Linked DNA regions of Sus scrofa: region 1 is linked to region 2. Evidence: chromatin contacts called from public Hi-C data. All regions are on one chromosome and are shown on one strand. The core of a region is the stretch at or near the end of the contact, and the rest is flanking DNA. Distances in the headings are between cores, read along the strand shown. Region 1 has its middle 3.4 kb from the start of FST. Region 2 has its middle 51 kb from the start of MOCS2.

What was found. Hi-C and Micro-C count contacts between places; a contact is called where the count stands out from the background.
Region 1: a contact with region 2 is called in a Hi-C map of fetal liver, with 1.6 times the contacts expected there. The contact joins two enhancer-like sites. A contact is called at or near these places in 2 of 47 Hi-C or Micro-C datasets (embryonic fibroblasts and fetal liver).

What each region holds. Positions count from the first base shown.
Region 1 is chr16:32,799,530-32,806,260 of Sscrofa11.1, forward strand. No RefSeq gene overlaps it. Among named protein-coding and RNA genes, the nearest start is that of FST, 3.4 kb to the right of the region's middle. Within about 2 kb of position 3,017, at least 3 of the 83 cell types and tissues checked have an H3K27ac peak or open chromatin away from gene starts, as enhancers often do. A contact at or near this core is called in fetal liver, where this site is marked.
Region 2 is chr16:32,510,155-32,517,318 of Sscrofa11.1, forward strand. No RefSeq gene overlaps it. Among named protein-coding and RNA genes, the nearest start is that of MOCS2, 51 kb to the left of the region's middle. Within about 2 kb of position 5,632, at least 2 of the 83 cell types and tissues checked have an H3K27ac peak or open chromatin away from gene starts, as enhancers often do. A contact at or near this core is called in fetal liver, where this site is marked.

The sequences.
Region 1 (6,731 bases), core at 1,767-4,266, 290 kb after region 2:
TCAAGGAGACCAGTGATAAATGAAAAGATGCCATAACTCTCCAATAAAGAATACAAGAAGAAAGTAACAGCCACCCAAATGTTGATACATTGAAACTGCATGTTTCCACCTCTCAAAACTTAAGCACAATGATGGACTGTTTTGAGTAGAAATCTATTCATATGAAAATTATGAAATAAAATTCAACGAAACACTAACCAATAAAGGGTCACTTTTAATACTCACTGGTGTAAACCTCATAGTGACAGAAATTATTCATTTAATGGAGTGATTATTGTCTGGTCTAAAATAAACACCAAAGAAATGTATGCAAGAGATTTTAAGTTAGCACACCACTCCTGGAAAGTGTGCTCAATACATTCTTTTTAACTGACCATAGACAATCAGCCTTAGGAAGTATGAAGACATGTATAAGCCTGCCCCAGGGAATCTTTATAACCCATTGAGGTCCTTTGAGGTAAAGAGCTGAAAACAGCATTTTTTATCCTGCTTCAGCACGTTTTTCAATAACAGTTAAAATACAAAATGGATCTACAAACTATAGTCAAGAGAAATTAAAGAAACCTAAGTAAATGGAAAGATATACCATGTTCATGGTATTGAAGACAAAATATTTCTAAATTTTCAATTCTCCCCAAATTGATTATCCCAATCATAATCATATCATGGTTTATTTTGTGTGTGTATAGAATTCAATAAGATAATTCTAAAATTTATATGGAAACACAACTAGAATATCCAAAGCAATCTTAAAAAAGAACAAAGTTGTAGGAATTACACCACCTGACTTCCTTACTTACTATAAAGTCACAGTAGTCAAGATAAGACTGACATAGAACCCAGAAATAGATCCATACTTATGAGTTGCAAAGGCTAAATGCAAAATAGATTTGGAATGAATTCTCCTTTGAGGAAAAATGACAAATTAAAAATCTATAAAGAGATGCAATAGGATGTATAAAATCATATCTAACTGTCTTGTGAACTTTAGACCTATCATAAACATAACATTTAACTTTGGGGGCAAATTAGACATCAGATATGAAACAGGATTCACGTCAAATAAAAAAAAATACAGATGAAACATGGATGATCAAAGAGCAATTATATCAACTACTGACTGCAATATTGAGTAGGCAAACACATAGGAAAGAGCTAATTACTAAATGTGCAAACCACTGCTACTCTATGGAAAGTTAAAATGAGGGAATATAAACCAAAATACACAAAAGTAACTGCAGCATTATCAGCTCACCTTCGACCAATTAATAATCTGGAAAAGCGGCTCTTACTTTGACATGTTAGTTCATTCATAAAGTAGGGAAACAGAACAGCAAATACCAACTTGCTCTCCTCATACTTTCCATACAGTAGAAAATGTAAATAGAATCAGGGTTAAAAGTTCTAAAGGTCACACACTGATATTTTCCATCACATACAAATATATGAACAATTTGTATTGTAAAAATGAACTAAAATACAAGAAACTATTTAGAAGTTTCTACTAATCCAATGTAATATTCCTATCCTGAAGCATAATTTGAATTCTTTGCTAAGGTTTATTTTAATGACTTCGTTATGTTAAATGTGAATATACTTATTATGGCTAGTTTAAGTGACTATGTGCCATATATCATAGATGACTTCTGGAAACAAAATATTTCTAAAAATGAAGGGGAAAATAAGGCAACAAAAATATTAGGAACAAGTCATATCAAAAACAAAGTGTTGTCCATGAATGACTGACTCTAAATAACATAAAAGCAACACTGAGAAGAGAAAAGTTCAGGTAATCAATGCATTGTTTTCTCCACACTATATTTTTAAAAACATATATTCTAATGACTTTTTTAAAAACTTAACTGATGGGTTTGGACATCTTGGACAAACATTGCTTTTATGTACTCACATTTCTTAACTATTTAGTTCTGCAATGATTCAGCCAATACAGAACTATTACTCCCCACCCCCACCTCAAATCCTCATCAAGCCTATGAAGTTACACAACACCAAAGACTATGACGCATTAAGTGACCGTTTTTTTGTACATAGAAGAACAAAATCTGATTTAAAAATCACTTCAGCCTATTTCTCAGGTGCTTAAATTCTGTTGTTTAATCAAGATTGATTATTTGCATTTGAAATCTTAATATAACTTTGAAAAATAACTAACTTCAAAAAAATTTGACATTTAATTTTAGGGCAAGATATAAAAGCTTCTCACTTGATGACTTCCAAATTTTCCATACGTAACCTCATCCATCCCTTCCATATTCTCTTCTTAGGGACTAAAATTTAGCCAGATCAGTTCTGGTTCTAACAACCATTTCCTATGATTTCAAATAGGTATCTTGAAAGCTAGATTGAATAATTTGCTAAACTCTAATATTTTAAATTTATAAACTTAAAAAGGAAGACAGCTTTTGAAGCTGACTAAAAAACAATCAGAGAACAGCAGTCTTTTTGTGCGCTGCCCAGAAAGTCAGTTACAAAGTGGTCCTATTGTGTTTCTCATAATTTACATTTACTTTTTTGGCAGAGCAGAAAGGAAAAAAATAAGAAGTCAAACTTGGAGGCATACAACAAAAATGACAGAAGGCATTTTTATTTTAAAATGTCCCCCTGACATTTAGACATCTACAAACCCAATATTGAACATTTACAAGAGACAGAACAGTGAAAGAAATAGCAGCTGTTTTTCTGTGATGTCACTGAACAGGTGTGATACCATTTCATACCCCAGAAATTAGATGGATCTCTTCTGATGCTCACAGGAGTCCCATATGAAACCAGTATTGACCTGTGTCTCATTTCCTCAGATTGGCCAGAAAATAACCCCAGGCCAACAAGAATTCTGATGACTGATCTGTGCCGATTCGGAGCAGACATACTCCCAAACAGATCAATAGTATCCAAGGTGCAGCTGAAAAACAGGATGAGCCTGTATCCCTAAACAAACACTAAACTGCTTATTCACAAAGGCAAAAGCAACACAGCACTTATGTTTTCCACAGTGTGTTTGCCTGTGACCTCAACCCTGACCCTCAGAGCCACCCTCTCTGTGACAAGGAGTAATCCTATATTAGGTCTGCCTCTGGTACTCATTTCTGTGAGTTGTGGCATTTCTTTTTTTTTTTTACAATGAGAGCTACTGTGACTGCTTTGGCCTAGCCTAGACGATCACATGATGCCAAAGCAACTAGTCTATGCAGTCAATTTAGTCAAATGACCTGTCTGAGTTCTTGGCATTATGTAGACAAAGAATATAATAGAAAACAATTTTTGCTTTTTACTTATCATACTGGACTTATGTGGACATAACTTGAATTAACTTTAGAAAGTTCTTATGATACCTGTTGTTTCTTTTCTTTTTCTTTCTTTTTTTTTTTTTTTTTCTTTTTAGGGCCGCACCCGAGGCACATGGAAGTTCCCAAGCCAGGGAACTACAGCTGCTGGCCTATACACAGCAATGTGGGATTCAAGCTGCGTCTGTGACCTACACCACAGCTCACAGAAACACAGGATCCCTGATCAACTAAGGGTGCTGGGGCAGATCCCCAACCCACTAAGGGACGCTAGGGATCGAACCCGCATCCTCACGGGTAGTGGTAGGTTTTGATTCCCCTGAGCCATGACAGGAACTCCCCCGTTGTTTCTATTATACACAAACTAAAATACTATCTGAATAAACCAAATGTGTTTCCTCAAAAGTCCAGGTAAAACACTTTTTTGATTAACCCTTCAAAATTGCCTTTGTTCTAATCTTCATTTAGCCACATAGATCTTCCCACCAAAAATGTCATATTGTCATATTGTTCTTTTTTACATCAACATATTCTACCTGCAACATGTAAATGGATGAGTTAAATCATGAGAACATACAAATTACATCACTATTTTCATTGCTATATGGTTATGAAATATGAGGAAATTGTGGTCTTTACAACAATATTCCCCAAAGTATTGAGAAAATAAACTATGCATTACAAAATATGACCCCACATTCCTCTAGGCAAAATGACTTCATATACAATGAGACATGAGTAAAATTTAAATGTTTTGTATGGTCCTAAAATGAAAAATATAATTACAATTAGATTTTTTCAGCTTCCAGGGGCTAGAGAAGATTCAGGACCAGTAAACGTATTCAAATGGGGGCAAATAGAAAATCATATAGTTACATTTGGGTCTTAAAATGTTTTAATGGCTATTGGTATCACTGCCATAAGATTCAACCATCTACCATCTAAGGTCATTTATGTATTTAGAGTATTTGTTTTCCAACTCTAGACACATTTGATAAACTTTGATGAAACAGAAGCTATGTCTCTTCCTGCAAAACAAATCTATACCAAAAAAAAAAAGTGACTAGTTGTTAGCTTTCCCCTTCAACTAAATTTTCCCAAGGAAAAAAAAAGATTTGAAGGGGAGAAAACAAACTTTCCCTCCAGCACATTACTATATAAGCACTGTATCCATCTGTCTGAATAAAGAAGAAACAAATTCAACATTGGAACTCTGCCATGGAGTGTCGGCTCCTGCAAAGGGGACAATTTGCTATTAATTGTTAATGTCGTCTGCCATTAGAGGGCACTAAACAACTCTACATTAATGCTGCATTGGAGGGAAGAGAGACGGGAAAGGAAAGAGGGGAGGGAGAAGGGGGGAGAGTATGGGCAGAGTCTGGGAAGAGGGAGGGAAGGGAAAAGAGAAGGAGTGGGAGGACGGGAGGGAAAGAGAGAAGAGGTAAGAGAGAGAGAAAGAATAAATCTGGAAGATTAAGAAGGCTGTGGAGCGCCCAGAGCCGTCTGAAGTGAGCAAAAAACCAACGTCCGCCTCCCGCGCCCCTCCCCTCCCGTCCTCAGGACGGTAATTATAAAGCGAAAAGCAGCGGCGAGGTCACCCGTTTTTACCAGCCTGCTGCACCGAATGCGCGCGGTGCAGGTGCGGCGGCCGTGGGGCTTTGTGATTCATGCCCACTTTCAAAGGGGGGCTTGGGCCCGTCTGAGAGGCACCCAAACAACTGTCTTCTAATATTAGCACGGCTGTATTTCGGGATCTATTATAGTCTGTCCAGACAGATCCCATTGTAATGGGATCTTTTATTAAAAGATTAGCACTATCTCCTGCAGTTGGTGGAAAAAAATCTGTTATCACTGAGTTATTTGCAGTTGTGGAGGGGGTGGGAGGGAGGTGGTGGAAGATGGGGGGGAGGGCAAAAGGAGGCGTGGGGGGGCGGTCTGGCAGGGGAAGGCTTGAGGGGGGTTGGGGGCAAAGAGGGAAGGATTTGAAATCCGTAGGAGAACAAATCCCAGTGACCTGCGAATGTCCAAGAATTTTGTCTGCATACTTCGCTGTCTGTTGTCCTTCGGGCTCCAGAAGCGAAAAGAATAGAAATTTAAAAGGCAGCTTTTGGAATAAACAATATAGCTTTTTCCGTGAAGTAATCGTTTTATATAAAAGGAAATATCGCCTCCTCAGTTTCATTCAGCGGTGCCAAAAATGTTATAAATGAGAGACCCGCCAACTTTCAGCGAAGAATGCCAGCCACTGTGCTTAATAAACTGAGGCTACAGAAGTTCATTATCGATGTTGCAATCTTTTTTATTCCGCGAACCGAGAGAGACAGAGAGAGAGAGAGAGGCCGAGAAGGAGACTGGGAGACAGACCGAGACATACAGGACAGAAACTGGGGAGTCTCGGAGCCGGGGCGGGGGGTGGGGGGGAGCAGCAGACCGCCTACGTCGGCGCCCCAGCTCCGGGCTCCAACTCCATACGCGGCGGAGTGAAAGGGTAGAAAAGAAATGGAGAGGGTGAGACTGAGACTGGGGGGAGACCGGGCCTGAGGTGTTAAACATTTTTGTTTGCTTCTGACTCGTCGAGACCGAGGGCTGCGTCTCGGCGGGCTCAGCCGGGGTGGAAGGTGCCGGGGCTGGGATTCCCAGCCACAACTCTGGCTCGAGGTGGCCGAAGAACTCGGCACGCGCAGACCCAGACACAAAACATCGCGGTGTCCCGCGCTAGGTTACAGGGGCCTAAACACCAGCGACAGACCCGGAGTGGGGTGTTTCAGCAGCTCGGGGATCGCCGGGCATTTGCAAAAGTCTTCTTGGAGCGGAGCGGCGATGCGAAGACCAATTCCCGCCCCGCTCTGCTCCGCCAGCCGCCACCCCCAGCCCACCATGCCCCCCCCCAACGCACACACTCACACACCACCATGAACGAACACACACACACACACACACACACACACACGCCGTCCCAGGCGCGCCGGCGCTGCCTGCGAGCGGCGGCGTGCAGGACTTGAAGTGGGTGTTCTTCCCCACTCCCCACCCCCGAAGCGTCGCCCTCACCCCCCTCCCGTCCCGGTCGCCTGCCCCCTCCCTCTCGCTCCTACGCAAATAAGAACTCGGCGATACCCTCCTGCCGCTTTGATTTCGGGCACCTCCACCAGATAATTGGGAAGGGTTTCCAGAAGGTGGGAAATGTCACCTGATTCACACTGAACTTTTAAAAGCTCCCCACCCCCAAGGAGCCGCGCACACCCTCGCTCGAGGCCGCCCTCCCACTGCCCCACACACTGGGAGACCGCCCACCGCAAACCGCGGAGACCCCCGTCTAGATTTAAAGCGCGGCTGCGCCCGGCTTCTGACGTCCATTGAATCGCGCGGGCGGCCGGCGGCGAGCGCGGGGTTGCGCCGGGATCGCTGCGCCCTCCGCCGCTCGCCTCT
Region 2 (7,164 bases), core at 4,382-6,881:
TTAGGTTCAAATCCTGGCTCTGACTCTCTCTAGCTGTGCCAGCATGGGCCTGTGTCTCAATCTCTTGAAATCTCAGTTTCCTTATCTATAAAAGGATTATCTACTTTATGGGACTGTTGTGAAGATTCAAGGGACTGATGCCCACAATGAGAATGGAAGGACACTGTTGGAAGCTGATGTCCTCCCACTGCCTATGACGACAGCCCCACTGGTCCACATAGTTGGAGAGAGCCTAAGAAATCTCTCTTCTAGTCCTCTCATCTTGTACGTCAGCTTCTTCTGGCCAGTTCCTAAAACTGGGACTAGTTCCAGGGACAAGCTGCAGCTGAGGACAAAGAACAGAACTGAGAACAGAAATCAGGGACAGTTGGGAGACATAGCTGTGGGCAAACTCAGATCCTTGTGGATAGAAGTTGGCTGGCCCTGGTGTCATTGGGCAATGACCATGGGAAGGAAAAGACAAACAAGAAATATTGCATGGTCTTAAAGATACAGAAAAAGCCTCAGAATCAAAGAAAAGATGAGGTGATTTCTATAAGTTGGGTTTGTGGAGAGTGGAGAATGAAGGTGGCTCTGGAGAAATCATAAATACTCGACATGTTGTTTTCATTTTGTTACCATGGGCATTTATGAAGTACGACATGGTTTTTGAACCATAGCTATCCCTTAATTAACTAGTTGAGGTCTTTACACATTCATAAAGCACTTATTTATCATAAGTGAAATCAGTCCAAAGACATTCCTTTTACCCTCTAAAATAATCAAGTTTTATTGTATACTGTCCAAATTAGAAAGTCCAGATGCAGCCACAGAATAGAAATCTTTTCACATTAAATATTTCTCCCCCACAGAACACTTTGTTTCCTCAGTCCACTGGAAAGGAAGAGAACAGATATAAATTTTGTCAAAAGAAAACAAAATATCTCCCTTAAAAGGAGTTAGAAAACTAGAAAGATAACAGAGGGTTCTATAAACAGTGGATGTGTAGTTGATGTTATTAATGATGGATGTCAAAGTTGAATATAATGGAATAAAATTAGGAAAATTAGAGTTAACTCTAACCCTGTAAACCAAGACCCAAAATATAAAAAGTCTATGAAGATATTTATTAGTTCACTAGCCTTCTGAAGTATAGAGTGGGCCTCCATACAGATCAACCAGTAACTTCCTGTTCATAAATCATTCCCTGGTAGACACTTAGGCAATTTTAGAAAGTTTTCAACTCCAAGGTCACTTGAAAACTATTAGTGAAAGAGTGAACTTGCTGACTAGTACTCCGAGGAGCTTGTAAGTGGAAGTGACTTCTGTACTTGGAGAGTTTGGCCAAGAGTAAGACAAAGAGGGAGTAAGACATGTTCTTTTGTAACTTGGACAAGTCAAAAGCAAGGTCAAGATTTACATGAATTTCTCCAGTGATTCTCAGTCCCAATGAACTGCAAGTGAGAGAGAAGAACCTTTCTCCTTGACTAGGCATGTGGGTTCCCCTATAGCCCTCTAGTAGCTTCCTTTGAGACAAATTTATTCATGAGGACTCTGCAGAGTAATTGTACTCCCATGCGTTTAATTTATCATTGGAGTATCACTTTGTATCTTACATATACATATGACATTTGTAACTTTTTAGTAGTTTATCATTATTAAAGTAATCTGGTTTGATCACAGAAAATTTCTTCTGGCTAATATATGCTATCTGTGGCATAATATTTGCTACTTCTTAATGGAACAGAGTAGGTTCTAATTATAGCAATGATGTACTAATTCACATGATGATCAATTAATGTAATGTCCCACCACTCTTGCACATAACTCATCACATGCTGCCCAAACCATAGTAGTGTTCCTTCCTGGCTGGGCAAAGATTCTGTCTTGCTACTTATCTTTATGTACAGCAAGACATCTGCACAGAGCACATGGTAAGTATATAATCAATATTTGTTGAATGACTAAATGATATTTATCACTTCTGATACTTCAATAAATAGAAAAACTCTGCAACGCCTCCACAAAGCATGACTGTAATTACCTATTCAGGAAATCTATGTAAGAAATTTACCATAACATTCTTCATTAAACTAACTTAATCTTTCTTGTCATACTTCATAATATAACTTGAATAGTCACACAATATATTGTTGGTAATTATTCCTTTTGGAGACTGGGGTATTAAGGTAATCAAATGATAGATTCAATAAGGCAACTGCTGCCTTGGAAAAATTTTCAGCATGCCAAGCAGGGTATTTTCAGCATGCCAAGCTATGTTCACACCTTCTTAACAGCTAAAGTTAAAAAGGGAGTCTGGTTCCTACACACTGGGGACCCACCCAATGTCCTCTGTTACTTCCTATGGGAAAAAGGAGAAGTGGCATTTTGGATATAAAAAGCCTCCATAGGCAACATTCTCATTGAACTGGAAATTAACTTTTCCTGAATGACAAATTCCCTAAGTAAACCAAGCCTTTGACACCAGGCTACCTTCTTATTTAAAAAATTGCCATGGGATAATATACTGGTTAACTCAATTTTTTGATCAATAAAAATGTGAAAATGCATACTCAACATTTATTTGTTTGTTTGTTTGTTTTCCTTTTAGGGTCGCACCTGTGGCATATGGAAGTTCCCAGGATAGGAGTCAAATCAGAGGTATACCTGCAAGCCTACACCACAGCCATAGCAATGCTGGATCCAAGCCACATCTGTGTCCTACAACACAGCTTACGGCAATGCTGGGTCCTTAACCTCCTGAGCAAGGCCAGGGATTGAACCTGGTCTTCATGGATACTAGCTGGGTTCATTACCAACACCAACGCAGGAACTCTCAACATCTTTTTAAAAGCACCTAACAAGTGATTTTAAGAACTTCTGTGTGAGTTATATCCCCCACCTTTGTCAGAGGCTTGAAATGATATTGAAAATGTAATCACAAGGGTAGAAGGGACACTGAGGACCATCCTAGTCCATTCCTACTCTTTAGCACTCAGGACCCCCAACGAAACACCGTTCATACACAAGAATCAGGCTGATTCTACAAAAATAAAACAAAAGAGGAATCAGGCTGAAAATGTAGAGACCCACAGACCAGAAGAACTGTGATCTATTCCAGTGCTTTTTCCCAGCCTCAATTCTTTATGATACAACCATATATAACACAGAGATGTTATCTGTAGCATGTTGGTAATGTTTTTATGAAATGGTTATTGTTACTTGATATCACTCAAGATATTCATAGGCAATTTCACTATTTCACCATAGTCACCTCAGATCAGATTTTGAACGAGGTTATTTTTGCTGGGTTTATAGAGAAAAACATTTTTTAGCTGGAGTTCCCCATGCCACCCCTCTCCCAGGACAATCCAATTTATTCTGGGCAAAACACCTGCCACACCAAATGATTTGCACAATGGTACTAATTCTCCAGAAGGATGTATGGTCTCCAAACCTACAGACCAGTGCCATTGGGGCATATTTCCATTGGGTGGCAGTACGTGTTCAGAACAACCTAACACTGCTAATTTAACATACTATTTTTGAGATGGAATTTGTATTTCATTTTCTTAAATTCTAATAGCAATCGTTCTATAAAGGCCATTCATTGGCCATATAAATGATGAAAGATGATCAGGAATGAAATTGTCTTTCAGATGTTCATATATATTTGTATATTAATAATTGCCAAGACCATATATATTTATGTTGTTCATGGATATCTAGTTTATTGCTTGGCAAGTAGTAGACAAAGATTTTTTTAAAAATGTAACTTTATGACAACATAAAAATATAAATTCTAAGTTCAAAAAAATTAATATCCCTGTCTATTCAACCAACTGTCCAGGATTTCAGCCTAAACCATCTAGACTGTATTGAATTTAGTGACTGTTTTTATCTGGCACAGTTTAGAAAGATGTGCAAGATCCTGTTTTTAACGCAGCACAGGTGGCAGTCGTTCAAGTGACCATGTCACATTAAATCATGTAGATAGTCAAGCAAATTTTCTACTTCTTATATGTTTGTATTCTAGATTAGATTTCTAAAAAAATAAGGACTAGCGAGGCGAAAAAGGCCATTTATGATGCTTTTAGGGGTATTGATTCTTGTTAATCTCTGTTTTGACTGTTTATTTTTATTAAAGATACTTTCAAAACTAGTTTATTGAGCTAGGGTGCATTTTTGGAAAGTGTTTTTGGCCGTAGACAAATACCATCTGTAATAAAGTAAACTTGGAATTATTTGTAAGAAGAAAAGGTTATTAGTACAAACTAAAACCAGAAAAAGATCTCATATTGGCCCTTGAAGAAAAGCAAGAAGAATATACAGGTTTTGTTAATAACATTTTTAGCAAGTGGATTTTTCAGCTAAATAACTGTCACTTAAAATTGAATCCACAATAGGAGTTTTCAGGTAATCTATCTCACTAAATAAGTGTTTAAATGATTCTTAATTGTATTAATAGACAAAAAAATTATAGTTCACCAAAAAGAAGTTAAATTGAAACAAACATATATATTATTCAAACTCAAATTTTAAAAGTTCATGTTCATGTGTAAGTAGATTTTTTTATGTATCTCATGATGGAAAATGTAAGATTCTGTTTGGCTATAATAGTTACAACCAAGCAGATTTTCAGAAGTATTTTGAAAAGTCTCTTCCAATTTTGCCCAGTTAAGATCAAATTAAACCACCAGTACAAATTAAACCACATAAATCTAGATAAGCAACTATTCTATTTATTATTTGTATAAGTACAAAATGCAATGTAAAGAAAGTTAAATTTTAATTTTCCTTGGCCATTACTTGAAGAAACCAACCAGTTACCTGTTTATCAAAGGAGTATGAGTTAGAGAACCTATTAAACAAGAATACAACTCATTCATTGGCAACAGAATATATAGTGTCACTTAAAATTGAATCCACAATAGTAGTTTTCAGTAATCTATGTGTATTATACTCATATATTTCATTTTTTTCTATTAAAGTATAGTTGATTTGCAATATTGTGTTAGTTTCAGGTGTACAGAAAAGTGACTCAGTTGTTACATATATTTTTTTCCATAATAGGTTATTACAAGATACTGAATGTAGTTCCCCGTGCTATACTGTTTATTTCTTTTTAACCAACAATAGAATATTATGCACTCTAAAGCTATTTAAGATAATTTTTTAAAAATACAATTCTTGATTAGAGGATTGCTAAAAAGTAATAACCACGAGGTTAAATGAAGAGTCTGAGTGAATTAACCTAATACTTCAAGTCTTTAAAGGCCTGTCTTCAAAGGAACACCTTACCATCTGAACTCAGCAAGATGCTCATTTGTAGTGCACTGATGCTAACTGTTGATAATTATTCCATCAGAAGGAGGAAAGAGTGAATCAAGCACAAATCATGCCTATTGTTGTATTTAATAATTCTCTCTGTTCACTTCCTTGTGTGGAGATAATAAAAATAGGGTGTGGCTGAATAGATGTGGAAGGATTTCAGTGTTTCGCGTTCCCCATTCCTGCCTGGAGCACGTCTCAACCATAATTGGCGGGGCACTGCTGCTTGGTAAACAGCGGAAAACTACAGCGGAAGGCTTCCACTGGCGCTAACAGGAAGCCTTTACTGACACGTGATGTCAAATATTTTTCAGTTGACTTAGAGTGAGATTAAGAATCTCTGTAAACATTAGCCAATGAGACCTTTAGAGCTTTCTGAGGCATCGTCCTTCACAGTGGAATTGGGTAATGCTTTAAAATCACCATCAATGGAACAGGCATATAGCCACTGAATACTTAATGAGACATCCCAAGAAATCATCCTTCACTGAGGCGGCTTATTAATTAATTAATTTATTTAGGGCTGTGCCTGCCACATATGGAAATTCCCAAGCTATGGGTCGAATGGGAGATGCAGCTGCCAGCCTACACCATAGCCACAGTGATGCTGCATCTGAGCCATGTCTGCGACCTATGTTACAGCTTGTGGCAACACGGGTTCTTAACCCACCCAGTGAGGCCTGGGATCAAACTCACATCATCATGGATACTAGCTGGGTTCTTAATCTGCTGAGCCAAACAGGAACTCCTGAGGTGGCTTTTAAGTGAATCAGTTTCAGTGAGTAGTGTTAGTTTGGGAATAGAAATAAAGCTGCAGTTCCCACCTGCCCATAGTTAATCTCTTCTCTTTGTATTCTTTCTGACCTTGTCCAAATACCAGTTTCAAATGCTAGGGGAGTGACTTCTGAGTAGAAATCTGAAGATGAGGAGGTTTGATTGTAAAGTCTCACCTCTAACTAGGCCAGAAATAGCTGGATTTATTTTTTTCTTCTGATAACCTCAAACTCCAGTACTTGAAGGTGTTCTATCTATATTCATAGTCCCCCGCTACCCGCAATGTTCTTTCCCTCATTCTTCATGGTTGGCTCTACCTCAAACCTCAGGTTCTTAAATGCCACCTGTACAAAGCACCTTTCTCAATCCTTGATATGGCCTGAACTGTGCTCCCCTTTCCAATATCATATGTTAAATCCTTAACTTTAAATGTTTAGAAAAATTCACCAATAAAAGAGTTTTTAACATATGAATCAGGTGTTCCCACTGTGGCTCAGCAGGTTATGAACCTGACTAGTATCTATGAGGGTGGGGGTTTCATCCCTGGCTTTGCTCAGTGGGTTAAGGATTCGATGTTGTTGTGAGCTGTGGTATAGGTTACAGATGCAGCTTGGATCTGGCATTGCTGTGGCTATGGTTTAGGCTGGCAGTTGCAGCTCCAATTCCATCCGTAGGGGACTTCCATATGCCATAGGTGTGGCCCTAAAAGAAAAAAAAGCAAGAAAAAAACATGAATCAAACTTATTTCATAAGTGTAGTCTATTAAGATATTCTATTTTTTTCTTGAAAGAGCTTTGAGAATTTACACTTTTAAATGGATTTTTACTTTTCACCTAAGGTGTCAGATTTATGTAACATGAAAGGTAGAAAATAGTCTCAATGTCCTTTTAATATCTATAGGATCTGTACCAATGACTTCTCTTTTATTCTTGATATTCATAATTTGTAATTTATAAATTCTTGTCATTAACTCTTTTAATATTTCTTCCATCTAATTTTCTCTTCTTCTGAGATTCCAGTTATACACATCAGCCCACTGGATGGTGGGCCACTGCTCTTTTAGGCACTTTTCTACTTTTT